Regions from separate parts of the Mus musculus genome. Here region 2 is linked to region 1. The links are chromatin contacts, called in public promoter capture Hi-C maps. All regions are on one chromosome and are shown on one strand. Each heading gives the region's core, a stretch centred on a gene start, on an enhancer-like site or on the middle of the called end of the contact. The rest is flanking DNA. Distances are from core to core; before and after follow the strand shown.

What was found. Promoter capture Hi-C pulls out the DNA fragments that hold promoters and counts their contacts.
Region 2: a promoter capture Hi-C map of epiblast stem cells shows a contact between it and region 1, with 2.3 times the contacts expected there. The contact joins the enhancer-like site here to the promoter of Ogdhl in region 1. A contact is called at or near these places in 4 of 39 promoter capture datasets (epiblast stem cells, hippocampal neurons, maxillary cranial neural crest and 1 more), 7 of 484 Hi-C or Micro-C datasets (the N1E-115 cell line, cerebral cortex, cortical neurons and 3 more), 3 of 115 datasets of contacts at active chromatin or transcription factors (embryonic forebrain, epiblast stem cells and stem cell-derived epiblast-like cells) and 2 of 9 other capture datasets (liver and pancreatic islet).

What each region holds. Positions count from the first base shown.
Region 1 is chr14:32,316,664-32,323,419 of GRCm38.p6, reverse strand. Ogdhl (oxoglutarate dehydrogenase-like) reads right to left here and starts at 1,401. Exons shown (of 24, transcript NM_001081130.2): 1 at 1,304-1,401.
Region 2 is chr14:32,229,591-32,235,931 of GRCm38.p6, reverse strand. The region is part of intron 7 of Parg (poly (ADP-ribose) glycohydrolase); the gene reads right to left. Among named protein-coding and RNA genes, the nearest start is that of Parg, 31 kb to the right of the region's middle. Within about 2 kb of position 1,986, at least 6 of the 459 cell types and tissues checked have an H3K27ac peak or open chromatin away from gene starts, as enhancers often do. A contact at or near this core is called in epiblast stem cells, where this site is marked.

The sequences.
Region 1 (6,756 bases), core at 152-2,651:
GGAACACTGTGTTTTACAAATACAGAACGCTCTGGGCAGCCAGATACTGCTATGGCCTTCACCCAACCCGGCAGGAGATGCCAGCCATTCCTACCCCCATGCCAGCTGGGCTTGAGGACCCCAGAGCTTTGCTGAGCTCCAAATCTATAGCCAAGGCCCTAATTAACCCTGTTAGGTCCTGCTCATACAGGGCAGGATGGCGGCAAGCACACCCTAAAACGTGCCCTGTGCAAGTTTCTAGTGGGAAGATCTTGGGGGCATCCTTTTTGGAACAATGTCATCCAGTCAGAACCAGGGCAGGCAACTTAATACTAAGTCTCCTGCAGTGGTGCACAGGGGAGGGCTGCTCTGTAAACTGCCCTTGGGAAAATCAGTTAGTAGAGGTCAGAGTAGGGAGGCCCCCTTCCCTCCAAACCCTGAAGCAGCACGCAGTAGCAGAGTCTTTCTACCTGTCTTGTACTAGAAACTGAACTCACTGCCTGACTGGAAAATGTAGAACTCCAAAGAGCTAGGCAGAAGGGTGTGATGGGGGTCGGGGTGCAAGCTTACTTTCTTGACAGGGAGGAAGGAAGGGCCAAACTAAAGCCCAGAACTGGGGTGTGTACAAAGATGGGTAAGGTCTGTTGAAGGTTACTGGTGGATGGAGAGGAAATACACAGATTGGCTTGGGATTGGAGCCCGTAGGGCTGGGGGTTTCAGCGCTGGGTCTTTGCAGAGCATGGTCCTTAGGGTCAATCAGATAAGTCCTCTTAGGGCTCATCCTGAGTGCGGGAGGATGGCTGAGACCTCAAACTACTTGACCTAGATATCTGGTCGGCCTCCATTTCCTCAAGTGGGAGCACAGACCGCAGTTAAAAACAAGTATAGGGCCTGTCCTGGGACTTCGAAGCTGCTTGCATGTCCCGCCAGATGCAACCCTGGAACCTCTTCAATCTCAGTGCTGTTCTGGGCAGCCCCCCTCTCCTTGGAAGAGTACCAGGCAGGCTCCTCTCCAGGCCACTACGGCAAACAGTGGGGGGGGGGGGGGGGCTGCAGCCTTCCGGCCTGAAGCCCCACTATTGGCAAGTCACTCCTTCCCACGAAATCTGCATTCACCTGCTGACAAGCACAAAGGACCGGGGGTCCTAAGGAACGCTGCACTTAGTCTAGGGAGAGACCAAGGTCAAGTTCCCGTTCCCCACACCCCACCCCACCCCCTCCCCAAGGGCCTGGCTGAGGTTAGTGGGCAGCGCTGCCCCAGGACCTAGGATCGAGTTGCAGAGGGTTCAGCTCGCAGGAACGGGGGTCGCGCCGCCGCTCTCACCGGCTGGCCGAGGTTCCGGGCCACGCGGTCCGGGGGGCTGAAGGTCCGGGGACTGAGCGGAGGGTCACGAGCAGCGCGCTGTATCAATTACCTAGGTCACGTGACACGGCCGCCGTGAGCGCGCACCCTCGGGATTCCGCGCGTCGTGACGTCTCGGTAGACGCCCCGCCCTGTCTGCGGCCCTCGCTGTCCGAGGTGCTGACCTCCCAGATCCAAGACCTCATGTGGCCCCCAAAGAGCCAGGTGCTTCCAGATGGCCAGCAGGAGCCCAGGTCTGCCCTGTCTGAGTGACTGGAGACAGTGCTGGACCCATGAACCCCAGAGTCCTCGACCTGAAACTAAGAGGAACGTACCAGAATAAAGCAGACTTGTATGTGTGTATGGGGGAAAGATAGATTCCTCTCTATCACCCATAAAATGGGAATGCTATTAAAAGTTCTGCTGTCTTCCAGCTGTTTTGAAGAAAGGATGAAGCAGTTTATGAAAAAATGCTTAGTGCCCTACCAATTCACTTTCCAAGGGATTGTGGCCTGGTTTCCCTCTCCTCAGAGAATCATTGCCACAGACAATCTAACAAAGAATATACATTGACAGAACCTGTGGAAATTTAATCTGCACTTTTATTATTAGTGATTTGCCAACTTATGTTATTGGTCAGTTTGGAGTTTTTCTGATGTGTTCCTGCCTTTTTCTTTTCTGTATTGGGCTCTGTTTCATTTCTAAGCAAATGCAGGATACACCCGTGGCTGGAAATGCTATCAGCAGTCCTTCACAGGATTACTGTAACAGCCCCTAACTGGCTTCTGTGTTTGCATCCCTTAATCCTGACCCAGCAGAGCAGCTAGGGACTTCCTGTGGAGCACAGCTTCATGTCACAGTTTGTACAATCATCTTTCTACGTAGCTGTTTAAGATCCACTGATCCTAAGCAAACTGTGGATAATTGACCTTGTGGTTTTTTGAGTGTTCCATCTGAAGGCTCCTATATCACATAAAACCATAATCAAATGACGTTTTATGTTTGTCTCTTGACAACCTGTCCTTGATTTACAGGAGTCTGGGCCAGCATCCTTTGTGAGAAGCAGGAAAGGAATCACCCCTTTCCCTTCCCTTCAAGGTAATAAATACCTGTAATTCCAGTACCATGAAGGCTAAGGCAGGATAGTTAAGAGTTCAAGGCCAGGCTGAAATACATATTGAGAACCTGTCTCAAAACAACTCCCAGATTCTGTCCAGGAGACTCTAGGCAGCTATGAATGTCCAAGGTTGCATTTTTGAACTCCTTTTCTGGCAAGTGTGGGGGAAATGGAGGGTAAAATGTGAAAGTGTGCGTTGTCTTGAGTGGGGGGACAATCAAGCACTGCTAGAGAAGAAGCCGGGACAGATCTGATAGTGAGTTGGAAGCCAGTCTGGGAGATCAGTGGCTTGCGGGGTGTTTGGTAGGGTGTGAGTAACATGCATTTCTGGCTTTCTTGACTGGAGTTCATTGAGTAGGAAGCAGGTAAGCCGTGTTGAGAGGCACATCAGAGAAGTTTACAACTGAGAGTCAATCATGAATGAATGACCCAAGAAGGTAAGTTAACCTGTGTCCACAGGCAGGGCAACGGCCTAGCCAATCAGAAGGCTTCAGAACTTTCTGTTTGTTTATAGCCCTTTGCAAAGCTCTAAGTGGGACAAAGAGATGGATCCACATCCTGGAGGGAAGGTGAGTCACTCATAGAATGGGATGGGGAAGAGACTGCCAAGGACAGGAACCTCTGCCTGGGAAGCCTGCTGGTAGATCAGCCTTCTCTTCTGATTGTTGTTCTGCTAATTACAGCAATTGAAGCAATTATTCGGGTGCAATCAAGACTCTCATAAGGTGGCTGCCATTCTTAGGAGCCTGGGAGGACTTAAGGCAGGGACTGGAGCTCTGCAAAAATCTTGGCAGCAGAGACCTGTCTTTGCTTCCTCGGGTGTGGGATACAGACACATATGTTTACTCATTCTGATAGTATGGACTAGTTCATTGAGAAATATGAAGCATATAGTGGTAAAGTCCCACATCAATTAGGACTCAAGAAAATGCCCCACCGACATGCCATGCCCACAGCCTTATCTGATGAAGGCAATTTCTCGATTGAGGGTTCCACTTGCCAGAGGACTCTAGTTTGTACCAAGTTGGCAAACACAACGTGTTAAGGTTTACACTGTGTCCCTGCTTCCAAATTTGTAATATGAAGTCCTAACCCCAGGTACCTCAGAATGTCACTACCTTTAGAGATCAGTATTTAAGAGGAAATTGTGTTAAAGCGTGGGCATTGCAATGGCTCTAATCAAGTAGGACTAGTATAAATATATCCGTATAAGTAGAGGAAATTCAGGCACAGACACTGAAGTGGAAATTGCTGGTTTCTTTGGAGACTCAGTTGTATCATGTGATGTTTTCCTGGAAACTGTCTTATGATAGGATGTTTTTGCTGAAGCAGACATGTGGGAGGATGTTTTGCTGAGAACAGACACATGGTGCTTTCCTGGAAGCTGCCTGGGAAAAGGGCATGTGATGTTCTGCTAGAGTGGACACTTGAGGGAATAAGTGGTGTTTGGAAATGGTACAAATATAGCCCAACAAACAATGGACAATGGCAATGACGACTACAACAACAACGATGACAACGATAACAATGAAGCTGTATTGGTTTGCCTTGCCACCCTTTGCTGATCATTGTTTTGTTTGTTGTGATTTTTAGAGAGAAATGCACAAAAGAAGTTCTAGTGGTGTTCCTGAGGCTGCAGCTTCTTGGACTCTGGCTGATTGGCAGAATCTCTCAATTTCTTCTAGATGGAATTGCCATTGCTGATTCATGAATAGTGTTTGTGAGTGGCTTGAACTACCACTGCTGATTCATGTGAATTGAACTGCTGATATCCCGACAACACAGATTGGATTCGCCCGAAAGAACAATTTCAAAATGGGTCCATATCCTCCTTTGCCCTGTTAACCTTTCCTTTCCACTCCCCTGGTGGGTGGGTGGGCTAGAAGGGAGGTTAAAGCATTTAAGTGTACGTATTAAAGTAGGTTTTGAAAAATAGAAGCCTACAGACACAGAGAGGGTAAAGCATGTGAGACAGAAGAGAAAGATAACATCTGCCAGTGGAGAAGAAAGGCCTTGGGAGAACAGCCTTGCATTGCCTTGAAGATGGTGAAGACAGGAGTGTGGCCTGCTGGTACAACCTGCCTAGGACATTTGTCAGCGGAGCACACCAGTGTGAGGTCGTATGCAACCTCTGCTGCCCGACTTGAGCCCCACTTAGGATGTGATTTCCTCTCTGTCCCTGCTTCCCCTTTCTTCCTGATTACTGGGTCTGCATGCAGGGTCACTCCCAAGAAGAATAGGGCAGCCCCCATCACACAGACAGTTTCTGTGCATTCTCTCTCCCGCTCTTCCACCAGCCCATTAGCTTACCATTGTGAAGAGGCGTGGCGAAGGAACAGGTCACCACTCAGAAGCAAATGCTATGGGCTCTTTTTTTTTGGACTAATTTTTGTCTTCATCTTTATTTTTTTAGAAAGTTCAAAGACAATTTCATTTGAATTTAAAAGAAAAACACCCAAGGCCGCTGAGCAGTAGCTCTCAGCAGCTACGCCAAGGAGGAGAATGAGAGAGAGAGAGAGAGAGAGAGAGAGAGAGAGAGAGAGAGAGAGAGAGAGAGAGAGAGAGAAGTGGAAGGGGAAAGCCATGCCACGTGAGCTGGTGTGGAGGTCAGACACAAGGTGCACAAGTAGACAGGTGGTGGTGGTGGTGGTGCTGTCTTTATTGCCTAAAGATGTGGCCAGCAACTGAAAGAGACAGAAAAAAAAAAAAAAGAGGGAAGGAAAGTTGACCCCTCCTAAGTCAGGGAAGGTGACAGACCCAGCTGAATTTCACAGTGGCTGTGCTCTGGGGACAAGCTGGAGGGGGTATTCTAGAAAGCAAAAGCACAGTTTCTCAGTGTGGTGCCTTGAATATGATTGGCCCAGGGGAAGCGGCACCATTAGGAGGTGTGGCCTTATTGGAGGAGGTGTGGCCTTGTTAGAGGAAGTGTGTCACTGTGGGGGCGGGCTTTGAGGGCTTCTGAACTCAAGCTCTGCCCAGTGGGAAAAGAGAGAGCCAGTCTTCTCCTGTTTGCTTTCCGAACAAGATGTAAAACCCTCAGCTCCTCCAACGCCATGCCTCCCATCATGATGATAATGGACTGAACCTCAGAACCAGTAAGCCAGTCCCAATTAAATGTTGCTCTTTGCCTTGATTGTGGTGTCTCTTTACAGCAATGGAAACCCTAACTATGACACTCAGTAAACAAAAATATCCCACGTCTTTCTTTAGCATGACTTAATGTGAGCTCACTTTCCTAGGGGTGGTCCCCTTGTCAGGTGGTTAACTTGGCCTAACGAGAATGTTAGGTGTCCACTCAGGCCAGCGATTCTATTCTATTGACCTGATGGAGTTTTTCCTTAAAGGGCATTTATTGGTGCCCTAACATTCCCTCATTGGGAGAGTAACCTTTAAATCATTCAGGATCCAGATCAGGAATCAGAGCCCCAAACACTTGGGCCATCGCTGGCCTCTGACTCACTTTTCTTTTTTAAGTATCATTTATGTAAAGAGTAGAAATACTTTTCATAACATAAAGCAATTTCTGATACTATTAAATATTCAGTAGCCATGATTTTAATGATTGAGCATGTATCATTGTATAAACCGTTCCTTTAGTGCAGATTGCTACCGTGCATCCCACTGTGATCAGAAGTCAGTTTGCTTGCTTTATCACTTCCTTGACTCCCATTCCCAACCCGATGCCAGGTCACCTACAGGACACTGTGCAGGGTTCAGTATTTTAAATCTTTGCTCTATCTAAGAGTCAGGACACTGACACAGTGAGCTGAGCTCTGGACTGAGCTGGCCCAGGACTGGGGTTACTGGATCCACGTCACCTCCAACTGCTGCCGTTCAAGAATAGCCTATACAAACAATCCTGGAATAAGATGGGACATGTTGAGTGTGTTTGAGGCCTGCAGAGGCCTTTCTTCTACCTCAGGTGAGCTCTAACTCGGGAGCTACGGTGCTAGATGCTCATGGACTCACAAGATTTCCCTTGAGTTAGTAGATTCTGTGATCTTCCCTCATACATTCAAATGGAACTCATGGACCCTTTGGGTTATTCCATAGTCCCCTGATACCTAGCTGACCTTGGAGGGCAAAGGTCAAAATAATGTCCCTTTTAGTCCCTCTGTCCACATTAGTACAGGCTTCTGGGGGTTGTTATTGAACATTCATGTCAGTTATACCCTATATAGTTATACTTTATATAAATGTATAGTTATACCTGTCTGGCACTTTTAGAACTATATAACATTTAGATAAAGGTTGAACAAAAACCATATACTTCTAAATAAATCTCAATTTTGTTAAGATTCATTTTTTATGTAGTTTT
Region 2 (6,341 bases), core at 737-3,236, 88 kb after region 1:
TTGGGAGACTGGTCCCCAGTGTGGCACTGCTGGGAGGTCATATGCAACCATTAGGTGACTGATCCTATTAAAAGGGCACTGTGAGTGCTGTTCTTATGAGGCATTAATGTAGTTCTCCTGGGTCCTTAACTAATTCTCAGAAGAGGATTGTTATATAAAAAACCTATCTGTGTCTCCCTGGCTTCTTGCCTCACGTCCACTCCATATTGCCATTTTCATGACAGAGCCTAAGAGGTCCTTGAACCTCCAGAACTGAGCCAAAAAACGTTTCTTTTCTTTATAAAGTACCATTCGTTTCTAATTTTATCTGTTTTCTTTCTCCTTCTTATGGTTTACTTTAGAACCATACAGAATTTCATTTTTGTATCAAAAACAAAGAAAATCTTCAGATTGCATCTTTTTAAACAGAAAATTAAAATAATTATATTCAGTATACCCAAATGCATAATATTTAGTTTCCATATTAATCTTTTATTACTTTAGCTTCTCCATTTGTCTGTATATCCAAGAATTCACTTTTGAATGCATTTTTAAATTACAGCATTACCTTTCTGTCTGTTTATCTACAAAATAAGAGTAATTCCTACAGAATTACAGGACTTTCAACAAATAGCAGGCATGGTTATGATGACAGATTATGTAGTTCCCTGCCTTGTTTAACATTTCACATAACTGCCACTAGTTAAACTTTAGGAATTCGTTCTCATCTCTGTGTGATGTTTCCTCCCACTTGTTTAATGGGCCTTTCTTCCATGATTCTGTAGCTGAACACACACACCTATAAGAGCAGTTACTACAGTTTATAGTAATTTTATTATTTTCCCCCCTTGCCTCAAATGTACAAACACTGACCATATAAGGACTGTGCTGTAAGCATCTCAAACCCTCCGTACCAAGCACAGTATATAATATTCATCATTGGCTGAGGAAGAGTTGACAGACAATGGAAAAGCTAGGGATGCAGCTAACTGATTGAGTCCTTGCTTAGCATGTACAAGGCCACAGATGTGTTCCCCAGCACCAGTATACACAGTAAAACAAGTTAGTGGAGCTTGGGAGTTAGTAGAACCCAGTGAGTAAAGTACACCCATACTCATGAGGCCCTGAGGTGGACACCCAGAAAACATATTTAAAAAACAAAGGGCATCAAAAGCAGTGCAGAAGAGGCAGAAAAACAGGTGAAGTGACAGAGCCCTGGAGCTTGCTAGCCAGCTAGAGAAAACTAGATAGCAAGTCCCAGGCCCCTGTGAGAAATCCTGTCCCAACACAACAGAACCAAACAACAAAGCCTAACAGCTAAGGTGGATTGCTCCTGAGGAATGGCACCTGAATGTGACCTTTGGCCCCATGTATACACATGCACATACAGGTGTACACACACACAGACCCCCAACCAAACAGAAGCCCACATACAGTTGGTGGTCATGAAAGCATAATTTGCCCCAAAAGAGCCCTGCAAAACAGAAAAATACAAGAACATTCAAGAGGAAGTAAAGGCCAAAGGTAAATGAGTCGTTTTATACTAAACAACTGAGTGGCAGACATTAAGATTGAATGTCAAGGGTTTTCTCCCAGATCACAATGAAGAGTAGTTTAGAGAATGAAGTGCTAACTTAGAAACTCAAAAACTAGCTATAGAGCCAGATGTACATATATTCTCTAATACAGGAGACCCCTAAACTCTTCCTTTCCTTATGGAAACGGTCCTATGGCTCTGCTTAATTCCCAGTTATGAAGGTTCTAATAGAATAGTGTTTGAGGGATACTATAGCTCCATGCATAAATTTAAAGTATATTAGGTAATGAGCCAGTAATGCACAACTATTTTGAAACCTCTTTCTCTTAAAAACCAAAACAACACCCCCACATCAGTAAACATCTGAGTCCTACTGACTGAGCCAGCAGGACCACCTGTGTCCACACTCCCGCTTAAGCACTAAGCTACTCTGACTCAGCCCCTCTCCACTCTTCACAGGAATGCTAGCTACATGATGTAACTGTGTCCTGCTGCTCAATCCCTTCGGTTTCTGCCCAAGCACATCCTGATGTGTCCCTGCTCTGCTTGAAAGCTTTCAATGGTTTGCATCACCTTTTCAATACAGTAGAAACTCCATAGTTTAAGATATTTATGTACCTATATAATATTATATATTAATATTAGATAATTCAGCTTTAGATATCTACCTAAATATTAAAGTATTTAGTCTATCTTGACCTTGATGCTTACCTGGTCTTATTTAGCGTATCATAAAAGCTGATATCCACACAGACACATATCCACCCTCCTGCGCATTTTACATACTGCAACTCAACTATTCAGTCTTCCCGGCACCAACTTATAGTTCCATGACTCTAATGTCTTTCTTTAGTTCCTAAACAATTTTCTTGCTATCTTGTTCAAAAAATAATTGTTTCAAAGTCCATCTATTTTTCCTTTCCAGTTCTCTCCTGCAATTTTTCTGTGTATGTTTTCTTTTTAAAATAGCCTTAAATTTTTCTGCTGTGTGCTGTTATTTATGGACACGCTTTCTAACGCTTACTGGAAGTTCCTTTAAGACAAGATTAATGGCTGGTTCCCCATGTCTAGAACAGTGATGTTCATGTGCAACAGTGTTAATAAAAATACTTTAACAGCCATCTATCTCACTCAGCCTATTTTACAAAGCTCGCCCTCCTTTCTACTGCTGTCCAGAGTTTCTACAGCTTAGGCCAATTACTACAGCAGGCTCTTAGAAGGTGGCTGAACTGTTTAGGGGCTCAGTCTTCTATAATTTATCTTAAGCCTACTGGAAATTTCACTAGCATTTTACAAGTCTCTTCAGGAGACAAGTTGCTATTTCAAAAATTAAAAGTAAGTCAAAATTACTAAGATGTTCAATGTTAACTTATTCTTTAGACATGTTTCAGAGCACAGAAAAATTAAACATTAGAAGAAAAAGGAAAATTCTATCACTAAATTTTGTAAGAGTAAAAAATCAGCTAGAGCAGGTGAATGTCTCTACCACTTATCTGTGTACAGCTCAGGATGACAGTTGGAAGAGAGGAATGTGACAGCTTACAAGAAAACAAACTTACTCATCCTCCTTAATCTCTGAAGGCTCATCAAAGCCTGACAGCCAGGCACAGGGTGATCTCTCATGTGTATCACCCATCACAATTATGGCTTCAATAACAACGTTCTCTACATTTTAATACAGTACACTGGTTTTCAGGAAATATCCAGTCTATTATTGTCATATTTAAGAAGGTAAGCTTCACAAATTAGCAGCTAACTAATCTGTAGCTCTGAATATGACTGAGACAAAGCACAGGTGTCTACAGAGCCACCCCAGCTCTGTGCTTCCCCCTTTTCGTTGGTTAATGAGCTGTACATGGTTTCCCAGTACCATGACTCAAGCTTGGGAAATATTGATAAAAATCTTAACTCATTAAAGCATCTGAAACTATATTCACTAAAGAAAGAAGAAATATTCTGATTTCTAAAGTATTTTTCTTTTAACAGTCCTTAGACTAATTTGATAGTTATCTGCTCAAATACTATTCTTTCTTTCTAGCTGGGAGGGTAAGGGATGGGGAGGGCATGGTAGACGATGGAATCTTTCTATTTCTAATTGATAAATTCTTTATTTTGTCAGTACAATTACTTTCACTATTATCATTTGACTTACTATGTAACTTAGGGCAGTTATTTACTAGACATTGTGTATATTAGAAAACACTAAAAACTAGGCAAAGACAAGCGTTTCTTCTGACTAGTTTTATGTCAACTTTACACAGACAAGAGTCATCTGAAAGAAAGGAACCTCAATTGAATTGAGAAAATGTTCCCATAATATCTGGCTCCAAGTATTTTCTTAATCAGTGTCTGATGGGGGGTGGGAGACACGCCCGTTGTGGACGGTGCTATTCCTGGTGGGCTAGTGGTCCTGCATTCTGTAAGAAAGCAGGCTGAGCAAACCATGAGGAGCAAGTCTATAAGCTGCACCCTCCATGGCTCCTGCATCAGCTCCTGCCATCAGGTTCCTGCTGTGTTTGAGTTCCTGTGCTGATTTCCTTTGATGACGAATAGTGATGTGGAATTGTAAGGCAAATAAACCCCCCTTTCTTCCCCAAGTTGCTCTGACAGCAGTCTCTCTTCATGGCAATAGGCACTCTAAGACAGGATCATATAAAGAGACGAGAAGGAGCTCTGGGGAAAGCAGAGATCTTGTCAACCCTATTAGCAAGACAGTAATAACTATAAAACATTAGCAGCCCAACTAGATATAGCTCACATACCAGCCTCCCCAACAGGGTTTCAAAAAACACATTCCACAAAAACTATGCACTGAATTTAAAAACTAAAAGGATGGGGGCAGAAGCATTAAAGCCCAACTTAACACACAGTATAGACACACAGTATAGATGGGGGTCAAGTAAAGAATCGTTTGGACACTACCAAGAAACTAGGGACAAGTTCATACTCAGATGGCTGTGCTGCTCTAGGACATAAAATATATAGGCAGTCCTTCCATAGATTTCATCAGAAGGCAGCTTCTTACTTCCTGGCTCAAGGAATCTCTTAATTGTATGAATATTACTAGAGGGAACGAACCGCAGACAGAGGTTAGAGACATTCTTTCCTAGAGTCAAGATGGTTTGTGGTTGGATTATGTCTCCAAGATTACTGACTTTTGCCCATTGTACCTAAATATCTTTCCAAACACAGAAAAGGAATCAACCTTTAGGCCATGCTAACCAATGCCTTTTATTGACTGTTCAGTTTTTAAGAAAGGGCAAGTGATAAATAGCTCTAACAGTTCCAGTGTCCCTTACATGCATGTCAATCAGGAGTTTTGCCCTCAGGTCTACCTAACAGGTGGTGGTTTCTACTATGTAGTAGAGAATGCTTTGGGTCTGTACTAACTTTAGCCTATCAACTTCAACCATATGATTTTTGTAACAGCACATAGCTATCCATCTACAACTTATGTAACTGTTCTTTTGCTTCCAAAGAGTCTTTATCAAACTATTCAAATGGCATACAATACCCATCTCATGGATTCTACGAGGCATCTTCTGGATGGAAAGTCAGATGGTTGAGCTTGGGCCTCAAAGCCACAATGGGTTTTTCTGGCTCTTTGGGGTCTACTCAGAGAACCAATTCTGCACAGTTATTTCCTACCAGATGATACATTCTATTCTGGAGGACGCTCATTAAACTCAGGAGGTAAATAAACAGTTCAATAGCTTCACAGTCCCTGAAACTGACTAGACTGACTAAGGCCCCTCTTTCCCTAAATTTATATGAACAGAGGGGACTGCTGATACGAGTATTCTCAGATTAGCCTAGCTGCCTAATGTGGACAGACCACCTGAGTTGCCTAGAAGAGACACTTACCAACCTGTTCAGCTGCCTGTAAGTTGTGTAGAGTAACTCCAGGTTTCCCACTTTTAAGAATGGTCATCCAAGCTAAGGAGGACTTTTGGTGATGTTATCTATTTTTTAATCCCTTCTGTTCCTGTAAGTAACCTCAATAAACCCACTGGTTCAAAGTCTCATGAAAAATAGTGTCAGACAACACTCAAGTTGCTGCACAAAGCCCTCAACATGCATCAAGATCTAGACTAGCCTTCATTTAGACCAACACTCATTGAAAAAACAAACAGAGAAAGGAAAACAAGGGGGAAAGATTTGCTTTCAGACCTCACTAAAGCCCCCTTACAGCTGCTCCTAAACACATCTGCTTCTAATGAGTTTTTCATTGGCATTAATTTCTTGCTTTAGGAAATAAGCCATCAAGCACTTAAAAGTCTTAAAATTCAAGACTTCTCTGGATAGGACAAATTTCATCATAAGTATCTTAATTTCTTTCTTTCTTTCTTTCTTTCTTTCTTTTTTTTTTTTTTTTTTTTTTTTTTTTTTTTTTTTTTTTGGTTTTTCGAGACAGGGTTTCTCTGTGTAGCCCTGGCTGTCCTGGAACTCACTTTGTATACCAGGCTGGCCTCAAACTCAGAGATCCACCTGCCTCTGCCTCCCAAGTGCTGGGAGTAAAGGCGTGTGCCACCACTGCCCGACTGTATCCTAATTTCAAATTACAATCAATTTGGGAACATTCTTAGAAAAAAATACCTGGGCTGGTGAGATGGCTCAGTGGGTAAGAGCACCCGACTGTTCTTCCGAAGGTCCGGAGTTCAAATCCCAGCAACCACATGGTGGCTCACAACCATCTGTAACAAGATCTGACTCCCTCTTCTGGAGTGTCTGAAGACAGCTACAGTGTACTTACATATAATAAATTTAAAAAAAAAAAAAGAAAAAAAAACCTCCACTCTAGTTCTTGAGACAAAATAGGACTTTA